2 separate regions of the Callithrix jacchus genome follow, and region 2 is linked to region 1. The links are chromatin contacts, called in public Hi-C maps. All regions are on one chromosome and are shown on one strand. The core of a region is the stretch at or near the end of the contact, and the rest is flanking DNA. Distances in the headings are between cores, read along the strand shown. Region 1 holds the start of TAGAP (T cell activation RhoGTPase activating protein). Region 2 has its middle 47 kb from the start of FNDC1.

What was found. A called contact is a pair of places that touch in the nucleus more often than the background predicts.
Region 2: a contact with region 1 is called in a Hi-C map of skeletal muscle, with 7 times the contacts expected there. The contact joins the enhancer-like site here to the promoter of TAGAP in region 1. A contact is called at or near these places in 3 of 3 Hi-C or Micro-C datasets (induced pluripotent stem cells and skeletal muscle).

The regions. Positions count from the first base shown.
Region 1 is chr4:165,859,204-165,865,503 of calJac240_pri, reverse strand. TAGAP (T cell activation RhoGTPase activating protein) reads left to right here and starts at 5,048. Exons shown (of 10, transcript XM_035297090.3): 1 at 5,048-5,160; 2 at 5,824-5,908; 3 at 5,997-6,050. The coding sequence starts at 5,840.
Region 2 is chr4:165,919,687-165,925,757 of calJac240_pri, reverse strand. No RefSeq gene overlaps it. Among named protein-coding and RNA genes, the nearest start is that of FNDC1, 47 kb to the left of the region's middle. Within about 2 kb of position 3,762, at least 5 of the 16 cell types and tissues checked have an H3K27ac peak or open chromatin away from gene starts, as enhancers often do.

The sequences.
Region 1 (6,300 bases), core at 3,799-6,298:
TAAAAAGAACATTTTGTTCTAGTCTTTCTTATTTTTTGATCCAGCTTTTGAAAACACAGAGTTCTTCAAATATTATTTTATGCTGAGCCTATTTTGTATTCTAACACGAAGGTAAATTAATAATCACAAAGATCTGAGGGGCAGATTTGAAATGTCTGCTTCCACCGCTGCAGAAATGCAGGCATTTGTGGAGACAGCAAATTATTTTGCAAGGTGTGATGATGCTTGGCATTATTTCAGGGATGACAGGGTCTCAGCAAACCTCTGACAAGCTCCTTGGAAAGTCAGCGCTTTTCCTGCCAGGAAAAAAAAAAATGACCCTGGATTTACTGTAGCTGAGACTGAGTCCTTGCCTGCATCTGTGAGCCCAGGACTGAGTCCTTGCCTGCATCTGTGAGCCCAGGACTGAGTCCTTGCCTGCATCTGTGAGCCCAGGACTGAGTCCTTGCCTGCATCTATGAGCCCAGGGCCTGGGGAGAGGTGAGAATGTCTCTTCCAGGCACATCTTCCCCACCCACAGACTTTCCTAGAAGTTTCTTAGAGGACAGGCAGGCAAAGAGTTTTATTGCTAATTTGCTACAACCAAAGTCACCGAATAAAAGACTTAGCACGCTGGGTACTTTGCAGATTACTGAATCCACGACCGTCATTTAAAATGAGCACCGACTCCTCAGCCCCCTGAGTCCTTTAATGTAAGTCCTCCTCTGTCTCTAGACAGGAACGTGGCTTGGGGGACATCCAAACCTCCCAGGGCAGACAGAACTAGGAAATCTAAGGTGAGAACAATGGTAAGACTTTGGTCCCTGGAGGGTGGGAGGTGAGAGGCAGGACAGGTGTGGTCGAGCCCTCCTGACGGATTCACGGACAGAAGCTGCCACTCAAGTCCACCGAAGGCGGGGCCTCCTCACTCACTACAGAGCTAGCGAGTCCACATTGGTATTAGCGTAAGCCCGAGGTGTGGGCAGGGAGAGGATATCTCCATCTCAATCAAATTCTGCAACAAGTCACTGTTACAGTGTGACAAAGAGGTAGTCTTTCTTCATGAAACAAAACCAAGAGACTAAGTGACAAAAAGTCTGAGGAACAAATTGCAATATCAGCAAACGTATGGTGACATTTAAATGTTTTATTTTATCACACAATTTTAGTAGTAATTAAAGTATAGCAAATGCCTACTGTGTGCAAATTATGAGGCCAGGCACTCGTAAAAATAAAAGATGAAAATGTGTTCCTGCTTTCTGGAGACTCAGTCTAGTGGGTGAGGCTGCTAGGCAGGGCTTGGGAAGGGAGTTTAATTCAATCTAGAAAAGTCCCTTCTCAGCGGAGATGGGACTTGGGCTAGATTTCGAGGGAAGGGCAGAATTCCAAAAGGCAGATGGGGTAAACGGCGTTGCAGGAGGAGGGAACAATTTATCAAAGGCCTGGAGACTCAGAAGCACACTTTTGGGGGATGACAACAGCCTGTGTGGCTAAAACATATGACAAGTGGGAGACCGGGAGAAGAGTTAATCAGAGAAAAGGCTGGATTACCTTTTTTTTAAAGAAATTGTAACTTGAGCTTTGTAGATCAACCTGTTGATCAATCATTAGTAGCCAGACACTGAGGTGATGGAGAAGTCCTAAAGGAAATCGTGAATTCTTTGGGAAAATAATCTTCAATGCAGGAAACTGTTGACATTAATCTCATTAAAGAATGCAGGGCTCTGAATCACTGGGTGGTCCCAGGAAAAGAAAGGGAAAGTGAATTCAGGACAAAGAGCTGGACTCTGATTCTCCAGTTGGTGTTTCCCAGGCAAGCTGAGTAAACAATGTGGGGTAAATGACTTCCAAATTCTGGTTCACAACAGTCCAGACTGAAGTGGTCACTGAGCCTGGAAGTGGGGGAAGGAACTATGGTGCTTCCAGTAACCTTACAAAGCACACATGTTCACAGCACAGACGCCACAGTCCCCAGAACAGAACTCACTGTCCTTAGAGACTCACCACAAGAAAAGCAAAGTCAATTCTTTGGGGAAAATTGATTGTGACCAGGACCCAAGTGATAAAAGCCCCAGTGTGAGAAACAGCTTTTCAGGTGTGGATTTCACCAGGGTTCCCTTCAGCCCAACCCAGCAAAAGCCAGTGATGGTCCTTCCCATGTTTTGAAGACTCTCACCATGCGGAGAAAAGCGAGCTTGCTTTTCAAAGAGATGTGTGGGTGACAAGAATATGGAAAAGTGAAACTGATATTTCCATCTTTTTTTTCTAACTTTTGACGTGACTGCTTCCAAATTTCACACTGTATTTGCAAATGTTTCTCCTATTGTTCAGAAAACTACGATCAAAATTCCTGTGAGATTTTTCAGAGTTGGGGTGCAGCACCTGCCCTTCACAACTCTTTCCACAGTAGGGACCGTAGGGAGGTGGGGCCACCGTCCTGAAGGAGAAGGTCTCCTCAGCCTCCCACCAGCAGCCAACAATGGTGGCTTTCCTTCCATCACAAAATGTGCCTGTTCATTAGATGTTGACTGTCAAAATCTCCCAGGGATCCCAAAGGATGGCACCTCCCTCTGGGCTTTCCCACCATCAGTTGGGTCAATAAGAAGAGCCAAAACGTGTTTCCACTTTAAAAAATATAGGGGCCCTGACTTTTTTCTTTTGCCATATTTGCTACTAACTTTTCATCCTAGATAGCTCAGTACCTTCCCTGATTGCTTAACTAGGCATGGTAGGTCCCAGAAGAAAAAGCAAAGTCTGTCGATATAACCATTTCTGCCGGTCATCAAACCATTAATGTTATGTATTTTTAAAAGATGCTGAGGCTGGATGCGGTGGCTCACACCTGCGATCCCAGCACTTTGGTAGGCCAAGGCAAGTGGATTGTATAAGGTCAGCAGTTCGAGACCAGCCTGGCCAACATGGTAAAACCCTGTCTATACTGAAAATACAAAAATTAGCCGGGCAGGGTGGCACATGCTTGTAATCCCAGCTACTCAGGAGGCTGAGGCAGGAGAATTGCATGAACTTGAGAGGCAGAGATTGTAGTGAGCAATGGCTCACTTCTGTAATCCCAGCACTTTGGGAAGCCACGGCAGGTGGATCACGAGGTCAGGAGTTTGAGACCAGCCTGACCAAGATAGCAAAACCCCGTCTCTACTAAAAAATACAAAAATTAGCTGGGTGCAGTGTTGGGCCACCTGTAATCCCAGCTACTCTGGAGGCAGGAAAATCACTTGAACCCAGGAGGTGGAGGTTGCAGTGAGCTGAGATCGCACCATTGCACTCCAGTCTAGGTGACAGTGTGAGACCATCTCAAAAAAAAAAAAAAAGAAAGAAAGAAAGAACAGTAAGCACATTAAGTTTCTTACAAAAATTTCAAAAGTCAATTTGTCAGGAAAAAAAAAGTTTAGAAAATATATACTAACAATGACTATACATCACAGTATACATTCTACAATATATAGAATATTATAGTAACATTCTATGTTGACTATTTTATAAGGAAATATATATATTCAGAAATTATTTACTTAGTACCTACTATATGCCTGGCACTAGGCTGGGCACAGCATAAATGCCTTTTTTCAATTAACGAAATCAGTGAGTTCACTTTGGAGGTTTATACAGGCAGGAGAGAGATGCTGAAAGCATGGTGGCCTCTACAGCTGCCTTGGGAACTCTGGGTGAACTCTGGCACTGTGGTGGCTTTAAGAGAGGGAGCGCCCAGCTGGAAGCCTGAAAACCAGGATCTGTCCCTATGTCCCCACTGAGCAGCTGGGTTACAAAGCAAATTTCTACCTCTTTGTGCTTCCACTTCCCAAAGTCTGCCCCATAATCACCTCCTTTTAGTAAAATGACAACAGAATTAACAATATGGAAAAGTCTTAAAATTAAAGATGCTGATCATAAATGAAGCCAAGTTATTTTAAAACTTTTACTGAAAAACAACACACATAGGGAAATGTGCACATACCTAGCACCACCCAGATCAAGAATGGACCACTACCAAGCCAGCCCACCCCTGGCCGCTGGAAGTCCCTATCATCCCCTCTGGGAAACTGCTACTCTTGCTTCCAACAGCACAGGCTACTTTTGCTGGTTTTGTGCTTTGCATTAATGGGAACTGGCAGGATATACACTTTCATGTCTGGCTTCTTTTCCTCAACATCATATTGTGAGATTCAACCATATTGCTGATATAGTCACAGGCTGCTCATTCTCAGTGCTATATAGCATTCATCTCCTATGTGAGTGGACCAACATTTATGCATCCATTCTCGTGCTGAGGCATTTGAGTGGTTTCATATATAGCCTTTGATCTATAGAAAAGATCAGAAATTCTCTTATACAGAAGGAGAGATCCACACATGAAATTCACCATCTCCTTCCTATTTCAAATTGGTCTGATCAAAGGAATTTTTTGTTTGTTTTCCTTCCGTGTCAGAACTACAGCTGCTCTGACTGTAAAGTGTTAATTTTTTGACCAGGAGTTACAGAAAGGAGAAACTGACAGCTGACTTGAGGGAGCTTTCTTCCTACTTCCAAAGGAAACTAACCTGGCTTTGGATGGTGATCGTTCCTCAAGGGAGGGACTGTCTCGGGTTTCTTTCTTGGTTCTGTAACAGTGTCCCACATCCAGGAGTGCTAATCAATGTGTGGTGCTAGTGGACAGAGCAGATGACACATGGGAGGGGAAACAGCATCCAAACAGGATGTAAATAAAGGCACTTGAAATTACCACTTTAGAAAATAAAGTGATGTTTATGCCCAGAATAACACAATTTCTTGTTCACACATCCCACCTGTGATATTAATCACAGCCTTCACCTGTGGGCTGAATGTCATCTTTTCCACTCCTACTAGTTTACAGATTTTTTTACTTTGAAATGGAAGAGGGAAAAAAAAAAGACAGAGCTGCCCTAAAAGGAATGAGGAAGTGAGAGCTCTCCAGTGTCTGGCTGGCTCCGTCCGTGTGACAGCCCATGATGTTCTTTCCGGTCTCGGTAATATTCTGAATTTCCACCTGCCCGCCCCCTCGCTTATAATGCAGAGCATGTGTAGAGAGACCAGCTCAGTCTTTCTCCCTCCCAGTGGACTAGAAGGAGCAGAGTGTCATGCTGTTTCTCCCATTCTCCACAGCTCACCGGTTGTAAAAGAACTCTGGCTAGAGACCCTCCAAGGGTAAGTACTATAAATTAACACGCCTAGAAATTACAAGCTGCCCGACAAGTCACAGGTCACTCAGATCATAGGCAACAGAAAACAGCTATACCGTGGAATGTGCTCTCACTTTATAAAGTCTCAGGACACGGAAAGCTTTGCTTCAATGTGAAGGCTGCACCTCTTTGGTGTAGGGATTCTGTAAATGTTATCTTCGTTTCATGTTTACTATTGTAGCGTCCCAGGGATACGTTTTTTTCCTTTTTGGATTAGCTGAGAAAATCCATGCAAAGCACCTATTACTATTGCTGGCGTACAGTGAGCACTCCCAAAAAACTATTAACATTAATTTAAAATGTTAATGTAACTGATATCCAGATTATCTCTTGAAAGGAATGGAATAAATGAATAACAACGTTTAAAATGGTGAAGATAGTTGGCTTAAATAATTTTGAAATAATTGTATTCAGATGCTGTTCTTAACAGCCTAAGACATCTGGTAACATAGAGCTGACTTGAAATGAAAACTTGTCTACGTAATAGATTTATTCCAAAGTAAAGGCAATTGAAAAAATAGAAAATAAATGTGTAGTTTCAAACTCTGTGCTTTGGCAAAGTGGCACTGAAAGTGGCCAACCTACTACGAGTGTCGCTCCTGACCCCTTTCCACACGATTCATTGCAGACACAGTCAAAGTCGCATGGGAGTGAAATTCACCCCTGGACCATCCGCCCCAACGCTGATGAAGTTGAGAAGCAGCCACGATGCTGTGAGTGACCCTCTCACATTTATTCATTCACATTTCCTAGAGGCAAGAGCCAAAAGATGTTTACCAAATTTTATTTTCTCTCTTTTAGCCAAAAACACTAAATGCCAATAATATGGAGACACTAATCGAATGTCAATCAGAGGTAAGGACGTAATTTTTAAAACTTTTTATCTGTACTGTGAGAAAGTGAAAAACTTTCTGTTTTAATTGAATATTATTTGGGTTGAATATTAACCATCAGAGTAGTAAATCAACATCATATATGTAGTAAATTAAACACATTAATTAGAATCTTATATGATGACAATCAAGACTTTAATATTGCTTCTAGAAGCTAGAAAAAACATCAATGCAATCTACTGACTTAACTTTTAATATGAATAAAACGTTGT
Region 2 (6,071 bases), core at 2,513-5,012, 62 kb before region 1:
CTTCACTCTACCGCCCCAAAAACTCTCCCGCCTGGTCTCTGATAGTTTCATTTCTTTTCAAGAGAAAATAAAGCATTGCATTTCATAAAAGACAAGGCTTAGAAAGCTGACTTCAACTGCTGCCATATTCCTGATGGGAGCAAGGAAACACAGGAGAAAACAAAGCATACCCATTTTACAGATGAGGAGACTGAGGCTCTGTGAGGAGGGCTGAGCAGGTTGGCTGGGATCACGGGTGAGTTATAGGAGGTGGCTCTGCTCCAGCCCATATCTCCTGCTTCTCAGGCATCCCTCTCTCCCGGTCTCCTCCATTTAACCCTGTGTGCCAGCCCAGGGCACCAGTCATGGGCATAGTGGGCTCTGTGCTGCCTTGTGGGGTCCCAGCAGGATTAACTTTCATGAAGCCAGGTAGAGAAAGGCTGAGGACGAGCAGCCTCCGTGCAGGTTGTGAAGGCCCAGCCCCACTGAGCAGGTGCACAGAGCCAGCCTGCTGTTCTGCAAGCACAGCCTGCTAGGTGCCATACAGGCGGTCTGAGCCAGGAAGTCAATGTGAAGCTTCAGGGTCGCTGTGGGAGTGGAGAAAAAACAATGAGATATCTATCTGACTGATGACTCAGAAGGATGAATTTGGGGGCCTTTCCTTCCCGAACCACCTGACAGGGCCATGGCCGACACAGCCGTGTGTGCACCAATGAGCCTGCCACATCACAGGTCTCCTGTCACAGCCTCTGTGTGAGCACATTTCTGATGCTCCAGGCTTCCCTCACAAAGCTGCGTTTCCCTCAGCTACTCCTTTGCCTATTTGGAAAGAACAGCAGGAAAAGGACAGATGGACCTTGGTGAATCTTCTAAAATCCCCCACTGGATTCCAGAGCTGGACTACTCAAAGGTGTGAAATTGGATCTTCTCCTCTTTGCAAACTCTTTTCCTGGGGTCTTCATACTCCCCACTTCTTCCTCTCCCATAGAAACCTGATTTTAAGAAGGGAAATTATTCACATGAATAAGAGTACCTTAACATGGCACTTGCCTTTGAACAGGGATCAAGAAACCTTTTGCAAAGGAATGCCTCTATGAGTGTTACCGGATGGGAAGTCACGACTGTGAGTTGTCCAGGTTCTTGGCACGTTGAACAAAGAACTTAACAAAATGCACGAAGCAACAAAAGAACGAAGCAACGAAAGTGCAAATTTATTGAAGCGAAAGTACACTCTCTAGAGTGAGAGTGGGCTCGATCGGGCAGGCAGCTGGACGGCCCCAATTACAATGTTCTTTGCAGTTTTTAAGCTGAAATAGTTTAGTAATACCCCTAGGTGCCCTTTAGAGGCCTCCAATTGGTTACCCCTATGATGGATTGGCCCCTGACCAATCAGAGGCTGAAGTGGAAACCGGCATTGTTATCACAGGAGTGAGGATGTGGCCTGAATGCTGCCTAATCTTGCCTGGAAATGGCTGCACATGCTGTTCCTTTGCTTATGTTTTGACACGTGGTTACCCTAATTCCCTATTCTCCTGCCTCGTAAGGGTGGTGTTAGGCATTAGCTAGGACACAGATGGGGCATCTTTGACAGAAGAGACTTACTCTTCACTCAAAAAGCCATACCTGGTTGTCCTTTTTTTTTTTTTTTTCCGAGTTCAATCACCCAGCTTGGTCCTGAACCTGGTCCGGGCGCACTGTGCTGGAGGGAGTCCTGGCCCAGTCCACCAGCACAGCTTCCTCAGGGGACCTTTCTGGTCTGCTTGATTCACCACAGCTTGGCCATTTGCAGCCCAATTTTGAAGTTCATCTCTTCGTATTCATATGTATTCTGACTCCTCATCTGCCCGTAAGATCATCTGATGGTAGAAACCTGACCATCTTCCTTGTTCTTTCTTATCCTGCAAGGTCCATGTGATTTTTGACAATGAATATATTTCTATTTGACCTTGGAATGAGTTTTTTTCATTTGATTATCAGCAGGTTTGATGTTTAGGGATTTCTACTTGCAGCAAAATCTCATGTCACACCTAGCAGGAATTGGGTCCTTTTAACATGTGACTAAATTCCAATAACCCAAGCCAGGAAGACCTGATTCACAGGTGCCAGGGAAGATGCTCACTTCTCCACTTCTGCACGAAACCAACTCCAGTCTGGAAAGAAGCAACTCTTCCATTATCTGTTGGAGATTCCGTATTGCCCATAGAGTCGGAGTAAACAGTGTGTGAGATGTTGACCAAGCACAATGGGATGCAACAGATGCCCTCTCATTAACTCAGAGCAAATGGCAGAGTTCTGTAGCCGTTGTCAATAAAAACGGAAAACAAGGTGTGTTAAAGTAAACACAGCTGGACACTGTTGAGAAATCACTGGTGATATTCACTTTCCAGAAATGAAGTCACAGCGTTGCTCACTGGTTTGTCAAATCACCACACATGAAGGGCTGTAAACACAGCCAGTGTTCAGAGTTAGGGTCGCTACATGGGAGGCCCAGAAATCAAGTGTCCCAATCACACCAAGCAGGCCAAGAGAAGGGGAGGGAGCTGGGGACGGAGCTTTTCCGCCCTGTCCTTTTCGGCCCCTTGGTGGTTCCTTGGCCAGTGTGAGTACAATGATTTGCACAACTACTGCTTTCGCTTAGTGCAAAAATGGACTGATGTTTTCAGTTGAATCATAGTTCAACCACTGAAGCTTCAGAAGGGTCCACAGCCCGCCCCCTTCTGCTGGAACTGTCTTGTTATCATCCAACCAGGCGTCCCTAGCCATTCACTGTTGGTCCGAGCGTTGGGACCTCATTGATAAATATATTTATTCCGAGTTTACGAGCCACTCCCTTCCAGGCAGTGCAGCAGAGCAGAGGATGACAAGGAGACAATTTGGGTTTCTCAGTTCCGTTAGGGACACGCTTTTTACGTGAGTGCCCTAAGTGCAGCCACTGTTTCCCACCAAGCAAGACAACGATCAGTCCTGCTTCGTTTGTTCCCACAGCTCAGGAACCTGGCTCAGAGCTGCTCCTCAGTGCCAGCTGCTGGACTGGACAAGATTTTAGGGAAGGCGCAGCCACATATGAAGTAGGTGAAAACCCACCCCGGTGAACCGCTGCCAGGGAGCCCACTAGGGCACTGAGCATCTCCATGAGCAGAGGCCTAACCTCAGCCTACCTGGCTGACCTCGTCTCTAGGGCATTTTACATCACAGCAGCAGCGTATAAGCCTGCTGCCCAGAGGAGCTGTGCAGGCGTGAGGAGCACCCAGCTTGTCCTCAGACACGTGGCAGCCCAGGGACAGAGCATCAGGTTCTTCACTGAATCACCAGGGTATTTTTGGCATCATGTGGGTGTACTCCAAAACAACCACAGAGCTGGGGGGTGGGGCGGCGGGCGGGGGGTGGGGGTGGGGGCATTCACAAAAGCAAAAGGTAGTCATCTAAGAGGATTGTTTAAGTTTAAAGTTTTCTTTGCTGAACTGGCCCAAACTGGATAAGCACTAACATCTCTCCCTAAGGCTCTCACTCAGACAGCACTGGGCCGAACGAAAGCTTGAGCCAGCGACTAGACACTTGCCGCAGGCCAGACGCCCTCACCATGGCCACACTGCATCATTCATCAAACCCATCTTAGGAAGTGGATGAGCGATTATCCCAGGGAGACTCTGGAAGTGGGTAGCACAGATAATGAGAAAGACTGGGATCCCCTGTAGGATGCCAGGGCTTCGGGTCTTTGCATGAGTTAGGGTTAGATAAGCTTGAAACAGCACAACCAAGGCTCCTCAGGGAGGAGCAAATCAGAAACCATGCCAGGCAGCCGATAGCACACGGTCAAACCCAAAGTGACCTCCAGGAAAGGAGGACATCCCTGTCATAACACTGCAGCCTCTCCCTTGCCCCAGTCCCCACTCCCTGGGCACAAAGTCCCCTTTCCAGGCTGCCGAGGACAAGAGAGCGCTCATCCACCGAGGCATGCGCAGGAGGGTCACTGACTCACCCTGGAGGCTCGCCGGCTGCGGCAGAGCCACAGGCTCCCTGCAGAGGGCGCACTGCCCCCTTCGGAGGCGCAAAAACTAGCCGCGCTGGGACCTCCCTCCCGAGGAAGGCTCCGCAGTGTGGACAGGTTGTTTCTGCTGGAAGCATTTCCGCAGAGCCACAGCAGTGGATGGCTGACACGGTCTTCCCTGGCTGCCTCGCATCGTTCGAGAATTAAGGTTATAGAGCTGTTGTCCACACATCCGATCAGCCTTTGTGTTACAGGCTGTGATGTGACTTTTGTGAAGGAATCGGGGAGCGGTGGGAGAGGGAGAAAGGCCTGGGGGCGGGGGGGGGGGACATTTGCAGACACAGCCTCGTCCTCTGCAGGCACCGTCACCCCGGAGTGGGGGAGCTGACACGCGGCAGTTGCTCTGGGTAACTGAGCAGCTGTGGGGGATCCAGATCCAGAAGAGAGGAAAGAAGGAGGGGAAGGAAGAGGAGCGCAGAGAGGGCGGAGCCTGCAGCGCTGTGCGCTTGGGGCCTTGCTTGAAGCCTCCTCATCTGGGACCTAACTGCGGTCAGCCGGCCTGGGGGCGTCGAGGAGGCTGATGATGATGAAAGGAGATAATGGAATCTCTGAGGCAGTTATAGGAACTTATTTTCTTTATTAGGAGATAAAAACCACTTTCCCAAGCTCTCCAAACGGAGAGAGACTTGGCTGAAGGTCTAAGCAATGCCCGAGGCCTCAAGGAAGGCCAGTGTGTCTGGGCCGGACCACGGTGCCCTCAGGCTGTATTTGTTACCTGGGGAAGCCACTGCTCTCGTGAAGAGACTCCCGTGTCTCACAAGGAGGTGGAGGTGCCCACAGAAGCCCTTTAAGATGTGTGGTTAGAGGCCCGGCGCAGTGGCTCACTTCCCAAGATCCCAGCATTTGGGAGGCTGATCACCTGAGGCCGGGAGTTCAAGACCAGCCTGGCCAACATGGCAAAACCCCATCTCTACTAAAAAATACAAAAATTAGCCAGGCATGATGGCCAGCACCTGTAATCCCAGCTACTCAGGAGGCTGAGGCAGGGAGAATTGCTTAAACCCAGGAGGCAGAAGCTGCAGTGAGCTGGGATCATGCCACTTTACTCCAGCCTGGGCGACACAGTGAGACTCCATCTCGGGGGGCAGGGGGGAAGATGTGTGGTTCGAGATGGCTTAAATTTTCTATCTGGGAACCACATATCTGAATCTACACACTATGATTTTAATAATCATTTTTAGCAGTTAAAACTTCAAATAAAGATTTCAAAAATTATATATGGACTCTAATGATCTCTTCTAAGCTAATATCCACAGTAGAGGAGAATCAGAAAATCTTGAATGGGAATCTAGTTAATAGAAGAATCAAATGATTGTAAATCTTGAGTAAAGAAGCCGCCGGGGTACACAGTATTCAAGACAGCACATGAAATTAAAATATGTCTAACCTCCACTCCCATCGATGAATTTCCAACCTTTTCCCCCATGTTAGGGCCCAGGTCTCTCCAGTGCTTTCAAGGGCTACTATCTGTAATTGGCCAAAGATCCCACGCATAGTATCCAATTGTTCTCCTTCCAAAGACCTAAGAAAAGAAACCTGATTATCTTGCCAATTGAGCTGTGTTACCAGATGTTCAGTTTGAGAATACAAAGCATACCTGTGAGAGTATCTAAGCACAAAACACTTCTGACCCAAGCTGGCTGGTCTGATCATGAGACCAAGGCTAAAAACTTTGAATTTTGTATGAACTTAACCCAATCAATAGAATTTAAACATCTCCTGGAAGAAGGGGCAATGTCTTCATCCTCTGTGAGACTTCCCCCTACCCATGGGATCCGGTAGAGTGCTTTGCATACAGGAAGTGCTGAATAATTGAATATTCTGCCCTGTGGTCACAGGGACCACCCCATCCAAATGCCAGTGATAATCATCAATGACATTTACAGAGTCTGTGTGAATCAGACTAACCACATCTTTAAATCCTGACCCAGTTCCACTCAGATTTGGCTGGACAACTGCCCTTAATAGCCCAGCTTCCAGACTGTCAATCACACAGCAATCTACGGACATCTGTGAACCTGGCACAGAGATCAGTGCTGGGGAT